2 separate regions of the Anas platyrhynchos genome follow, and region 1 is linked to region 2. A link is a contact called in public Hi-C data. All regions are on one chromosome and are shown on one strand. The core of a region is the stretch at or near the end of the contact, and the rest is flanking DNA. Distances in the headings are between cores, read along the strand shown.

Evidence for each region. A called contact is a pair of places that touch in the nucleus more often than the background predicts.
Region 1: a contact with region 2 is called in a Hi-C map of F1 follicle, with 3 times the contacts expected there. The contact joins the enhancer-like site here to the promoter of MAML2 in region 2. A contact is called at or near these places in 2 of 8 Hi-C or Micro-C datasets (F1 follicle and skeletal muscle).

What each region holds. Positions count from the first base shown.
Region 1 is chr1:195,505,277-195,511,898 of IASCAAS_PekinDuck_T2T, reverse strand. The region is part of intron 2 of MAML2 (mastermind like transcriptional coactivator 2); the gene reads right to left. Among named protein-coding and RNA genes, the nearest start is that of MTMR2, 54 kb to the left of the region's middle. Within about 2 kb of position 1,333, at least 2 of the 8 cell types and tissues checked have an H3K27ac peak or open chromatin away from gene starts, as enhancers often do. A contact at or near this core is called in F1 follicle, where this site is marked.
Region 2 is chr1:195,333,479-195,340,304 of IASCAAS_PekinDuck_T2T, reverse strand. It overlaps MAML2 (mastermind like transcriptional coactivator 2), which reads right to left and starts at 1,290. Exons shown (of 5, transcript XM_027467739.3): 1 at 682-1,290. The coding sequence starts at 1,140. LOC140001353 (a long non-coding RNA gene) reads right to left here. Exons shown (of 2, transcript XR_011806540.1): 2 at 2,709-5,242.

The DNA of each region.
Region 1 (6,622 bases), core at 84-2,583, 170 kb before region 2:
ACTCTCTTCTCCTCTGCCCTGGCCATCTTCTTTCTACTTCCCAGCTCCAAGATTCTAAAGATGCTAAAGCAATCCCTATGGTCTGTGGATCCCAAGGGCTTAGTGTGTGCCATAAAATCAGTGGGAGCTTCTGCCAAAACATGTCCTTCCCCATTCTCTCCAACAGGAGCAGAACCATGCTGCAACTATCCATCATTTAAATGCTTTTCTGTAAGGCTCCACCTGGATATTAGGTAGTATATGAAAGTAGGACCCCACAGCAATATGTATTTGTATATATTTGAACCCTGACTCTAAAGAAGGATGCTTGAGCCCATTATTTTAAATTCCTACAAATATGTTATGAGGTATCATTTCTCCTTTTCTGCATTGCAAACCAACACAGTTATCTTTGTTACTGTCAGCTCATCCCGTTCCACTTCACAGAGAGCTTCTCTCATGACTGCTGCCCAATGAATCTCATTCACATCCCATGTGTGTTGTGCTTGTTTTCTTTTTCTTTTTTAATCAGCTGGCGTAGCCCCAGATATTTCCCGGTAAATCATATGTAATGTCTACCTTGTGGTTTTCTGATGTGAGCAACAACAAAAACAAAATAAAATATCAAAGTGGTAAAAAGCAATATTAAAAACACATTTAGTGCAATCACACACTGGGGGGAAATGAAGAAAGCGCTAAGGTCTACCTACTTCTCTACAACCACCTTGAAAGTTTGAAAGTTATACTGAAAACACAGTGGGTTGTAGAGAGAAGCAGTAATGAGAATCAGAGGATTCAATCAAAAAACAATTAACAATTTTATTCTTGACATGCTGTTTCCTGCACTTGGTTTCATTTTATCTTTATCATTCAAGCATTTGCATAAGTGCTTAACTAAGGTGTTAGTAGCATTACCCAGCGAAGTTTAACATTTTGCTGGATCGGAGACGCACATTTATCAGTCCCCATTGATGACAATTATTGTTATTGCGGTTCCTGCTATTAAAAGCCTTCCCTTCCGAGGCTTCTGGAGGCTTATTTGTCTTCCCGCTGCCATTTCTGGGTCCTTAACCCTCTATTCTCCTTCAGATCTGTTCTCACTGCCTGCCCTAAATCTTTCAAGTTGACCTCTTTCTCTCTTCCCCTCCACGATCTCCTTCCAGTCCCGTGCCCGGCCAGCACGGGCTGGACAGATGTCCCACCAGGACAGGAGCCCAGCTTCAGGGCTCCAAGCCTTGGAGAGAGCAGGAGGTGGGACCCAGCCCTCGCTGGTGGCTACTCATGGATGTTGGGTGCTAATTTAATCCTCTGCCGTTTGCTCACAGCTGTTCCAACTCCGTTTCTCCTTCTGACAATGTCCAGACTTTCCAGCAGATGGCATCTCCCCCTAACTTCTACCCAGGCTCACCATGTGCCCGAAGACAGAGCCTACGATCGCTTTTCTTCCCAAACAACCAATTTTATGTTCTATCCATGTAGGAAATGTGCTGAAGGAAAGTGCAGACAGGAACGACTCTAGCCCCTTATGTGCTCATTCTTCAGCTTGAACTGCTACGTCTCTCTTGGCGTTAAGATGGTTACAGGTTTTTTGTTGCCACTCAAAAAGCGCCAGTGTTTTTTTCACAGGTCAGCTCAACAAAAGCAACCAAAGCATGAAGATCACTTGCATCTGTTACGACAGGAGCTCTAAAATGGAGTATAATCTGCTACTTTACCGCATGGTTAAAGGGAAGCAACAGCAGCAAGGGCAACGGTGCTGCCGTGCAAGTATCAGATCTTCCCTTCTTCAGCAGGAGCTGAAAAGCTGGAGCAGTTGCAACCCCTCAGCCAGGTACTGAAGGAACATGCAGAGCAGAGGGCACTCCCTCGGGCCCTCCTGTGCAGGCACATACCGTTTTTTCTTTTTACCACGGAGGTTAACAATGGGAGCGTGACTGACACCCAAAACCTTTGTCCCAGGGGTTTAAGAAGTTTAAATTGGCAGGGTTGGGATCAAGCTTCGACTAGCACAGCCACAGCAGCACTTTAAACGCTGTACATGTACAGATCCACCTCCAGCTGCTCCTCGCAGCCCAGCTCCTTTGCAGGCGGTGAAGGAAACAGGGAGGCAGAAGGGACATGAAACTGGGGAGGGGAGGATGGGAGCAGCCTCTAGGAAGAATAAAGGTCTGGTGCTACCTTGAGGGCAGTGGTGTGGATGGGAAAAGGCTGGAGGAGGTGGGGAAACACAAGATGGAAAATGTGCTTAGAAGGGAGCCTTGGGAGGGATGAGACAATGTGAAGACATAATGACGGGATGCAACGAAGGAAAAAGTTAGGGCACTGCTGCTTCTTGGGACACCGTGCTGCCTACAGCCAGCTCCACTCTGCCTCCAGTTGGCATTGCTTCACCGACCAGTGAAAAACACGATTCTGGAGGAATACAGATCTGTGATCTGCTCCTTCTCAAACCTAGTTGTTATGGCTATCAAATGAACAAATAGAAACAATAGTACTGGGCTGGTGTGACCATAAATATAATTTACAATCACCATTCGACCATAAAATGCTCACAGAGAATCCCTTACGATCAGTCCAAAGTTTAGAAACATGCCTCCAAATAAAATCAAATAATGCAATTATCGGGATATCAGGAATTTGCACGGATGCCCTACAAACAGAAAATGAGAGTATGCAGAGTAAATGAGCCACTTTCTCAGTCTAACTTTTGACAAGATAGTCTCCCTGAATGCAGTCTGCTGAGAATACCAGTGAGTCACATTCATAATTAGATTTAGAAAGTACATAAAACAATAATCACAGAGCTGATAGCAAACAAGAGGAGCTGCACCAAAGATACATTTTTTTCCTGCATTAAGGCTAAAAAAGCCTGCACATATGAAATGTGATTAGCGCTGGCACACTTCTCAGATTTGGTACATTTATTATCGTTATTAAATTGCACCACTTGTGTGCACGATGTTGCAAAGACAATGATCTTAGAGTGCTTTCAGCCGCAAGTTGACCTAAGGCTTTTATAATCTGGAGCTGCCCTCTTGGAAAGACAGACAAAGACGTGCCAGAAACTGCAGATGAAAAAAAAAATAATAAAACATTTAGTACAAAATCTTGTGTAAATATAAATTGGATCTCTGCAATGTGTTTACTAGTTCGGTCACATTTCTAGATAATGAGTGAAATTTTATAAAAGCTTTCTGCCAAAGTCTGTTCCTGTTGAAATCACTGGTCATTTTTTTCAGTTGAAAGAGGGGCAGATAACCTAAAGTTGTGTGTTTTTGAAATTACCACCCTGTCATTTAACTGGAGTGGTCATTTCCTTTAACTTTTGGGCACGAATTCCACTCCCAAAGCGACAGTAGCTCAACAGCAGGAGCTGCTAATGCAACACGTGCCTGTTTTGGAGCATCGACTGTGGTTCATTTAAAGTGGCAGTTTAAAATCCCCTGAATTTCTGGGGAAAGTGTCTTGGTGGGGACTTAAAAAAATAGACTACATTATTATTTCAGTTATACATGGCTTTTTGTCTTAAGTGGCTTTTATTTATTTATTTATTTATTTAATTGTAACTGTAATTACTATCAACTTTCAGATTTTGAATATATAATAAATAGGCAGGAATACACTTGCTGGACAGTTTTGCACCCCAAAGGCAGTTCAGTGCCTCGGCAAAAAGCCAGAGGTGAAGATGAGAGCACCACAGGACTGTTCCTGAGGCACCAGCAGCACAGCAGGAGGTGTGACTGATGTCTTGGTCCCTGCGTGGAAGGTGCCGAGATGCAGCCTCCCAGTCCCACAACCTTTGGGGAAGAGAGATATTGGGGAGGTTTAACACAGAAGGTTGCAGTCTCAGAGACAATTATGAAAATATCTCTTGGTTTTGGGCTGTGGGCAGCGACAAGACTGGCACCAGGGTGCTTCCCAGCTTCCTGAGCAGCTCATGGAAGAGGCCTGGAAGCAGCAGTCTCCAAAGCCAAGGATGCCAAATTCAAGGCAGGGGCCCCAAAGAGACAACAGCAATGAGAGAGAGATGGATGTGGCCGAACTGAGGTCCTACCTGATAATTATACAAACAAGCAAGGCCACAACAGGATTCTCTATGTCCTTTCCTGAGGAAACACCTGAAAACAGGGAGATGTGGAGCTGTGTGGGTGCTGCAAGCATCCAGCACAGGCTCAGCATCATCCCCTCTCCAAGAAAGGCTTGGCAAGGTCTGGAGGGCTCAGGGAGGAAAAATCCCCCCAGAATGGCAGTGCCATTTTTCCCCCAAGCACCAGCTGAAAACCAAAGACACAGGCTTGCCTTCACTCACAGATGTGGTGGGGACTGGGGGAGATTTCAGCCTTGGAAAACTAAGATCCCCTTCTGCCTATTCACTAACAGTTCGGGCTGCTCTGAGAAATGCCTTTGTGCCGGGCTTGTAAGGGGCAGCCTTAATTATTCCCGTTCCTCTTAAATCGTCTCTTTGTGCTACGGGCTCAGTCGTGATGATTTTTCATTTGAGAGGATTGCATCACATCAGACACGGGGCCATAAATCCCCGAGAATGAGCAGACTAGTGACAGCACTGGCCTGTTTTACAGCAGGAAAGTGTAAAGTTTATTGTCATTTTTAGAAGTGAAATGATTTTTAAATGACATAATCTTAAAAAATAAAGTAATAATGCATTATTATTTTTTTTTTTTAAAAAAAAAGCATGCTAAAAGAAATAGTACAGAAGTTAATGTCTCCTCCAAACAAAGTGGCCAGGTTATGGGAAGGGGTGGGAGTGGGTGTGTTGGTGGAAGTGGCCAGAGATGAATGAAAACAGGAAAGGAGAGTAGCTCTGATGTGGCTGCGATGGCCCAAACACCTTAACCCTTTGCTGTCCCTTTTTAACCCTCCTCTGTGGCTTTGGGCTGCCTCAGAGATGCTCTGACAGAGGAGGGTGCTCCATCGAGGAAGGGGCGGCTGGGCTCGGCTGACCCGCAGGGAGCTGCACGCTGGGGCACATCCCTCCCACGCTGTCCCTTCCTCATGATTTTTGGTTCTGTTGCCATGTGGTGACTCCAGATGGGAACATCTCTGCCTTCACATGGGATCTGCTGACCTACTGGAGTGGTGAAACCAGTGCCCCAAGGGAAAGCAGGGGGCACAGTGAGAGGAACCAAGCCCTGTCCTGCATACCTCAGGGCGACCTTTAGCCAGGGGCTGCCCATCCTCTGCTGGAAAAGGGTGCAAATGCTCCCTCCCGCTCCTCTAAAAGTTGCTTTCAGCACTCAGGAGCTCCTTTCTGATCATGGCATCAGAGGGAAGCAGGGCATTAGTGCCCAGAAAATGCAGATGGGCAGCCCTGGAGGAGAGCGCGTGGTGCAGCCTGATTAGCAGAGCAAGGTGGGGAGCAGGGAGCCCCACTGCCCAAATTCTCACAAACAGTAATCGAAGCTGATAACACAAAGCTTATCAAAGCTTATCACAAAGGAGCCTGTCCTCTGCATGCCCAGAGAGATGGGGCTGTGGCACAGAAGTGTTTCCAAACACTACTTTTAGGGACAGCCCACAGAAGTTGACCACATAACTCCACTGTGCTCCTCTCTATGACCCAACCTCTGTGCTTAGTGCTGCTGCACGTTAGTAACACATCCCAAAAGCCTTTTTTTTTTACATACTCGGCCTCAGTGCTGGGTTGCCTTTTCAATTCAAAAGGACTTACGAACCCAGGTCCCCTCCGCGCGGCGTGCCAGCGCTGGTGCCTCCGGAGGCTACATCATCTCGCGAGCGCAACAAAAGGCAGTGTATGTCCTCCCCCAAAGGCCTGGCTTCCCCAGTCAGGGCAAGTGTTTCAGCGAGTTACAAGGGACATTTCTGTTCAGACAAACGCGTTTCTGCAGCCAGCTGCAAATCTATATAACAGTAATGTTTCTATTTCGGTAGGCAAGTCTATTATGTCAGAAACTGTCTAGCCACAATCGTTCAAACACAAAAGCAATCGCATAATCCCCTTACTCTGTGCAAGATAAGCAAGGCTCCAATAAATGGAGCACTTCTTCTCCTGAGGATTTAATCCCCATTTGAGGGTATTTTTTTTGTTATTATTATCCTCTCTAATCACCCAGGAGTAAGCAAGGATTTCAAACGAAAACTACCCCTAAAGATTTCTGCCTTTGTATGCATATTATATGCACACACATATATAACAAGCATGCCTGTGGATGTGTATGCACACATATGTATAATTTTGTGTGTCACTGCACTCGCTCTGAGGATTCACAAGAGCTTCTTTTATTCTGATTCCGCAAGCGGGATCCCTTCCCAGCAGAAATATGAAGTGCCGCAGCTCCATGCCAGTGGTTTCAAGTTGCAGGCTTTAAGCTTTCTCTGACCTTTGTACAGAATTTTAATTCTTTCTTTTCTTCCTCGCCTTTCTAGCTCGAGGGTGATCACAGAGACCTACTGACTCAAAGGGGTCCCATCACCCCAAAAAACAACTGCAAAGAAGAAAAGCTGTGAGCTTCCCAAGAGTCATCCCCCAGCCAGCCAGGTAATAAAATAAACTTTATGGAAGATAGTTCACCAGATTTACTTTCTGTTTTGACAGTAACAGAGTGGGCTAGTTCTTTTCCTTAGGCAATAAGACATTTGCAGCTGGGAAAAGACATCATCTCCC
Region 2 (6,826 bases), core at 41-2,540:
CGCCAGTGGGGCTCACGGGTGTGAGACGGAGCTTCAGGAGCTCTGCTTTCACAAGCACTTGTCCACCTCAGGGATCATAAAGCTCTGCCAGGGGCACCTGCACGCGGTGCTCACCACTGCCTGCCCACCTGCAGCACAGGAGGCACAAAACGAGAGCGCAACGCCTGAGGTGTGAAGCCGTGGGCACGGCTCTGAGCGTGAGCTGCAGTTTAACGCCACCTTACACCGCTGCTCGGGGACACGCCGAGGCAGCTTGAAGCCCCCAGAACCCTTCCAGGCACCAGGGGCGTCACCACCATGGTGGCACCCGGGGTGTCACCTCCTGGCGGGACATCATGAGGGCACTCAGGAGACTTTTCCAGGGGTGTCACTACCCCACTGAAAAGGACACATGAGGAACTTTAGCGCCTGTGACCCACACCTGGGGTGTCACCGCCAGGTGGGACACCACGAGGGCTGTCACCACCGTGGCGACGAGGGACTTGAACCACACCTGGCGTGTCCCCTCGCGGCAGGACATCACCAGGACACTCCTGGGGGTGTCACCACCCCAGCACCGAGCACACACGAAGCACACCCCCACCCCCACCCCTCTCCCACCACCCCCACCCCTCCCCGCCTCAGGGCCGGGGCTGCCCCCATGCCGCCCCCCTCCGCCCGTCAGGGGGCGCCGTGACTCACCGCCAGCAGGGCCGATGCTCGCTGCTCCCCCGCCGCCTGCTCCCCGTTGGCGCCGCCGTTGCTGAGGAGGTGCTGGTGGTAGTCGGGGGGCGCGGCGGCGGCGGCGGCGGAGGACGGGGCGGCCGCTCCTCCTCCTCCTCCTCCTCCTCCTCCTCCTCCTCCTCCTCCTCCTGCGGCCGCCTTAGGGTGCTTGGCGGCCTTGCGGGCCCCCTGCCCTTGCTGCACGAGGTGGAGGAGCTGCAAGGTGCTCTCCCGCTCGCGGTCGGAGCTCTCGGCGCGGCCCCGCTCGTAGCGCCCTTCGCAGCTGAGGTGGTGCTGGCGGCACACGGCGATGCGGGCCCGCAGCCGCTCCACGATGGCGCTGTGGACCCGGGGGGCCGCCGGGCCGCCCCCGCCGCCCCCCAGCAGCCCGGCCCCCAGCCCCGCGGCTTGGGCTTGGGGGGGAGCCGTGTCGCCCATCGCCGCCTCAGCGCCGCATGGAGCGGGGAAGGCAGGGGGGGAGGCCCCGCGACCCCACACCGCCAAGGGGGGCCGAGAGACCCCCCCGCCGCCCCGTCCCCCCCTCGAACCGGGGGTGGGTTTTTTGGGGGAGAAAAAAAAAAAAAAAAAAAAAAAAAGGGGAAAATCAGGGGAGGGGGGGGGTGCTAGGGACGGGCCACCATCGGCCGAGGGGGTCGGGGGTGAAAAGGGAGGGATGGGGGTCTATGGGGGGGTGGGGGGGGCAGGCGGGAGAGGGGAAAAAAAAATTAAAAAATTAACCCGCTGCCTCCAAAAGGGATCCCCGGGCGAAAGGAGATCCCCCTGGGGAAGGAGTGGGGCTTGGCAGGTTTATTGGTTTTATTTCATTCCGGGGGCCGGGGGGGGGGGGTCGCTCCTTCAGGGGGAGATTCAGGTAGGGGAAAAGGGGTCGCGGGGCTCAGCGGCACGGAGCCGACCCCCCCCCCCCCCTCCCCAGCCACCCCCCTCCCAAATCTTCTCCGCGGCCGGTGGAGCGGGTGGCTCGTTGGCTCGTTGTTGGTATTTGTATAAAGTCCTCCGTGGATGTGCAAATAGCCGGGAGAGGAGGAGGAGGAGGAGGAGAGGCTGGGGTTACTTTGGTCTTTGTGCGGGATCCGTTCTCCTGCTCGCTCCGCGCCGGCCGCTCCTGGCTCTGGGTGCGGGATCCGAGGGGCTGCAGCCCGGGGGCAGCTCCGGGAGCCGGGGGGACGGAGCCCAGCTCGGGAACAATGTCAGGCAGCGGGGCTGCCAGAGCACGCCTCGCCTCCGCTTAATCCAGCCGCTGGGTAAAATCCGTCTTGCTTTCAGCGCTCGTTTCCCCCCCTCTTAGCAATAAAGCAGCGAGCCGCCAACCCGAGGCAGAGAACTCCTCTCGCATACTTTCCCTTCGGCTCCCGGCGAGCGAATAGTTTCAAGTACAGTTTCAAGAAAAGCACGGAAAAAAAATATAATAATAATAATAATAAAAAAATAAAGAACCACCAACCAACCCTTCAAACGGCGATCACGAACGGCGAGTTGCACTTACAAACTTCCAGCATTTTGCCCCCGGCACGCTCCGGCCACTTTTCCTTTGTGTTTTTTTTTGTATATTCCATCCCCGGCTGAGGGGGGGGGGGGGGGGTGTTGGGTTTGGCGGTGGGTGCCGCCCGCTCGCTGTCTCTCTCCGCTCGCCTCCGGCTGCCGGAGCTGCCGGCGCTGCCCGTGGCCCGCGGTGCGTGCGGGGCCGCGGTGCGGGGCGCTGCGGGGGCGGGGGGCGGGTGGCACCGAGCGGCCGGGCCGAGCGCCGGAGCCTCCCAGCGGCCGCGCAGGGGAGGGAGGCAGGCGGGGAAGGAGAGGGAAATGTCGCCCCGCCGACCTCAGCCCGAGGTGGGGAAGGGGTGGGAGGTGGGCAGCCGGCTTTGGGGGGGGGAGATCTGGGTGCTGGGAGAGGGTGGTTTGCGCTAGGAAGGGGAAAGGGGGGGTGTAAGGGAAGGTTTGGGGAGGTGTGAGAAACACTCTGTAGCCAATAACTTAGGCTCAGGCGAGGATCTCAGTGAAGTAGTAATTTATTCGCGATTGCAATGGCGGGCGCCCCACAAGCAGGAGAGAGCGCATCTACTAGTTCCAAAACACAGTTTATATACCTTTTGATGGCAGGACCCTCCCCTGTTTCCCCACTGAGTGGGTAATCCAGGTTCACAATCTATCTGATGCTTCACAAACAATGCATAGTCTTCAGTTGCTGGCCTGTTAAATTTCAAATTTCTTTTGACATTTTTAGTGCTTGAAGTGGTAATGTTTCTTCACTTATCTGACTTGACTTGACACCGTGATTTTCACCTAATTGTCCTAAGGAGACTGGTTGTCTGCATTTTACTAGGTCGCCTGCTAAACTTTCTTATCACTGTAAGCATATCTCAGTACCACATTCCCTCCTTCTAAACAATGTAACTCTGCAAAAACAACATTTCTATTCCCACAATTCCCCCCTTTTCTTTTTTTTTATAAACTGTTGATTTTTGCAAAACCTTTCTCTAAGGTGCAATGTGATAGACTTCTTCTTCTTTGCTTTCCATCTCCTCATTATCTCCTTATCTGAGTAAGGTGGTAGCTCCATGGTCATTTGTTTCAATAGTGCGGTTTCAGTTAACCACTGTACTAGTCCTCTTACACAGGGGATAATGCAGCAACCAATGGCTGTCAAAACTCCTACAACTACGACCAATGTTGCAAATATGCCTATTTTATTTTATTTTATTTTATTATTTTTTTTTTTCTGCCAATTCACTGGCAAGGGTGGTAAGCCCTTGCAATGCTCTTGTTACCGAGCCATCTGGGACACTATTGTTGGGTATAAGAGTGCAACAATGGTTGCTCAGTATTACACACACAAACACACCTACTTCCTCTGCGAGCATCATATCTAATGCTATCCTGTTTTCCCAAGCCATTTTGCTGATGGCATCTAGTTGTTCAGCGATTCCTCTCATCGCATCCTTGGTATAATTGATGAATCTCTGCTGATTATAATAGAAATAATTAATCCAATCCACATTTTTATTGATTGTTACCCACCAGAACAGTGACTCAAACCCTGCAGCAATTTGATTTCTGGCTTTATGTTCATCTGGAACTCCTCTAGGTACCCCAATAGAATCTATATATACTCTATCATCAAATGATATTCCTAAGCCTCTTTTACTTCTGGGTATTTGTGATGTTTCTTTTTCAAATGCCAGGGTGAAGGGTATAGCTAATTGAACAAGTGCGCAAGTGCCTTCCCAATTAGATGGTAGGGTGGACTGTAAGATCTTCCCTCCACCGTACCACCAGAGATCTGCCCTGGGGATCTCTAGTCTTGAGCAGTTTCCCATCAAGTCCTTGGTAGCACAAGGCAAATTCTCCCAGATGCCAGGTAGCACTCACACCCTGCCGTGAGAGGCAAGCTGTATGGTTACCTATAGCTGTAGAGAATGCAGGGGGAACCGCGATATTGTTATCATGCAAGGAACAGCAAAGAGAGACTTACAGGCCTCATTTCCCCAGGCAGTCTTTTCTTGGTACAATGCAATCATACATCGCATCCCTTGGGAGTCTTTGGTCCACCCCCATGGGAAGGGCACTATCTGGGCAATCGGTCATCCCGAGGCACAAGCATAGCAATAGCTACGGTTGAGACTCTGGACGGTATATTTGACCCATTCTATCCAGGCATTCACATCCCCATACCTTGTTTGAACTGACACATTTCAGAGGGCTTCCTGTTTTCTCTCCTGTTTTCTCCTTGAGTTTCTCCCTTTCTCTGATGGCAATAGAGGATTGTTTCCATACAGCTATTCTCAATCTGGCTGTTGGGTCTCTCCCAGTTATTTGTTCTCTCTGCTCAATTGTCGTTGGGCATTTAAATCTCCACAAGCTAACACCTCACAAACATCAAACGTGACAGAATGTGGTACATAACCCTCTGTCACAGTCACCCATATTTTGATGGGGTATCCCGTTTTTGCTATTATCTGGTCATGCCTTTTGCAAGTTGCCAATTGACCAAGGCCTTCTCTGAGGCCTAGAATCACTAAAAACAAAATTAGTAATCAATTTTTCCCTGTCATTATTTTTAAACCTTAGGTTTCCAAATAATTATCGATACAAAAAAAAAATAAGATGTACACTACTACTATAACAACCCCCCCTTGGGAGCACTGCAATTCGCTATAGGTCTGTTCTTTCTCTCAATCACAAGTCACAGTCGTTAGTTACCTGTGAAAATAAAAGGTTAGTTTACAATTGTAAGCTCTTATCCTGCTCAGAGTCCACTATGAGATTTTTCTCTTCAATTTCAACTTCCAACAAGTCTTTCGTAGGAACAGCTTCCCAGGTACTAGCGTCGACGGATGCCTTCACTCGAGTATAGTGAGTCCAACCTTTTCCGCAGTTCTTACGGCTGTTTCAGTGGTTAGTAATTGTCCTTCCCATTCAGGCCGGAGTTGACTCTTTCCAGGTCCGAATCAGGACCCGGTTTCCTGGGTGATGGTGGTGAATGGGGAATTCCAAAGGTGGGGTTTGAGCCAACAACCCACAGGTCCTGAGAAATGACAAAGAAGAGGACAAACCCAGAATACAGTTCTTAAGAAAACTCTCTTGTTTTGAATTGTGGTATCTCATCCCTTCTGCCCAGATAGGGCAATCTGAACAGCATCTCATATGGTGAAATTCCTATATCCTTTCTTGGTGCTGTTTAAACCTGTAGGAGTAAGCATTTTACCCAAGGAAGTTGGGTTTCTAACACTAGTTTAGTTAATTGCTTCTTTAATGTCTGATTCATTCGCTCCACCTTCCCAGAAGAGGAGGGGTGCCAGGGGCTGTGAAAATCCCACTCAATCTCTAAGGCCTGCTTTAACCCTTGCAGTAAAGCTTTACACCCATCCAGTCACGTGGTCAATTAGGACAAACAAGTAACTCAGTAAAGTTTACCTGTATACTTTGGAAAGGTCAAACCCCTGGCTCCCGTCCCCCTCTAGATGGGTTACAGAAGACCTTTTTATTTACCTTTTGACATATGGTACATCCTCTACATATGTGCTTCCCTAAAGTGTATATTCCTACACAGACATACTTTCTTAGCACAACATCACACATTGCTTGCACCTCCCAATGACTCTTTTGATGTAAAACAGTTAATATTTGCCTCATTATCACTTTATTCAGCATTTCTCTCCCATCAGGGAGTATCCATTTTCCTTCAGACTTCATGGCTCCTGATTTCTTAAAAAAAATCTTTCTTTTAAAACTTTTTAGTTCTTTCTTAATTTTCAACAATTCCCTGAATCCTCTCTGCATTTATTCTTTGTTTTCCTTCAGACATTAGATGCCTTAAATACCTGACTTCTCTTTCTCCGTATTGTAATTTATTTTTTTTTAATACTCCCAAGCCCTGGTTTCCCAGAAAGTTGAATAGCTTGTTAGTAGCTTTCTTCACAACTCTTTTCTCCTGTCCTGACAATAGAAAACGATCCATATATTCGTTAACATTAATACCCCCTTGGGAGGTTGTAATTGCTCCAAAATCTTTTTTTTAGAACTTAACCAAATAGATAGGTGGCCCAGTAAACCCTCGGGGTAAAATTGTCCACCTATATTGTTGCTTCCGCCCCCATTTCAGGGTCTTTCCAGTCAGAGGTGAATATACATGTATGTTTGCTCTCAGGGCCTGAGAGCACTCCATTAATAACACTGTTATTCCAGTCTAACAATTTACTATTTGAATGCCCAATTTAATCATTAAATCCCTTCTCAACAAGTTAGTCCCTGCCTTGGGTACATACAATAATTACCCAGTGATCATTTTATCCCCTGGTCTCAGGTTGGTATCCCCCAAAAGTGGCACTGTTATTCCAGCCCCTTCTGCCCCCATCACTTTTTAGGGTTTCATTAGTTAATTTAATCCCTGATACTTTACAAGTCAGTAATGACCTAGCTGTTCCCCAGTGTATTGGGTTTGATGGCAAGGTTCGGGGGCTGTGAGTGGGGGGCGTGGGAAACTGCAGTGGCAGCCCCCGTGAGAAAAACCCAGAAGCCTCCCCGTGGCAGGTAAGGGACAATTTCATCTGGCCCCAAAGGGGCCCACTGCCGCCCAGAGCCAAGCCATAAGCAATACAGTCCGTGCCTC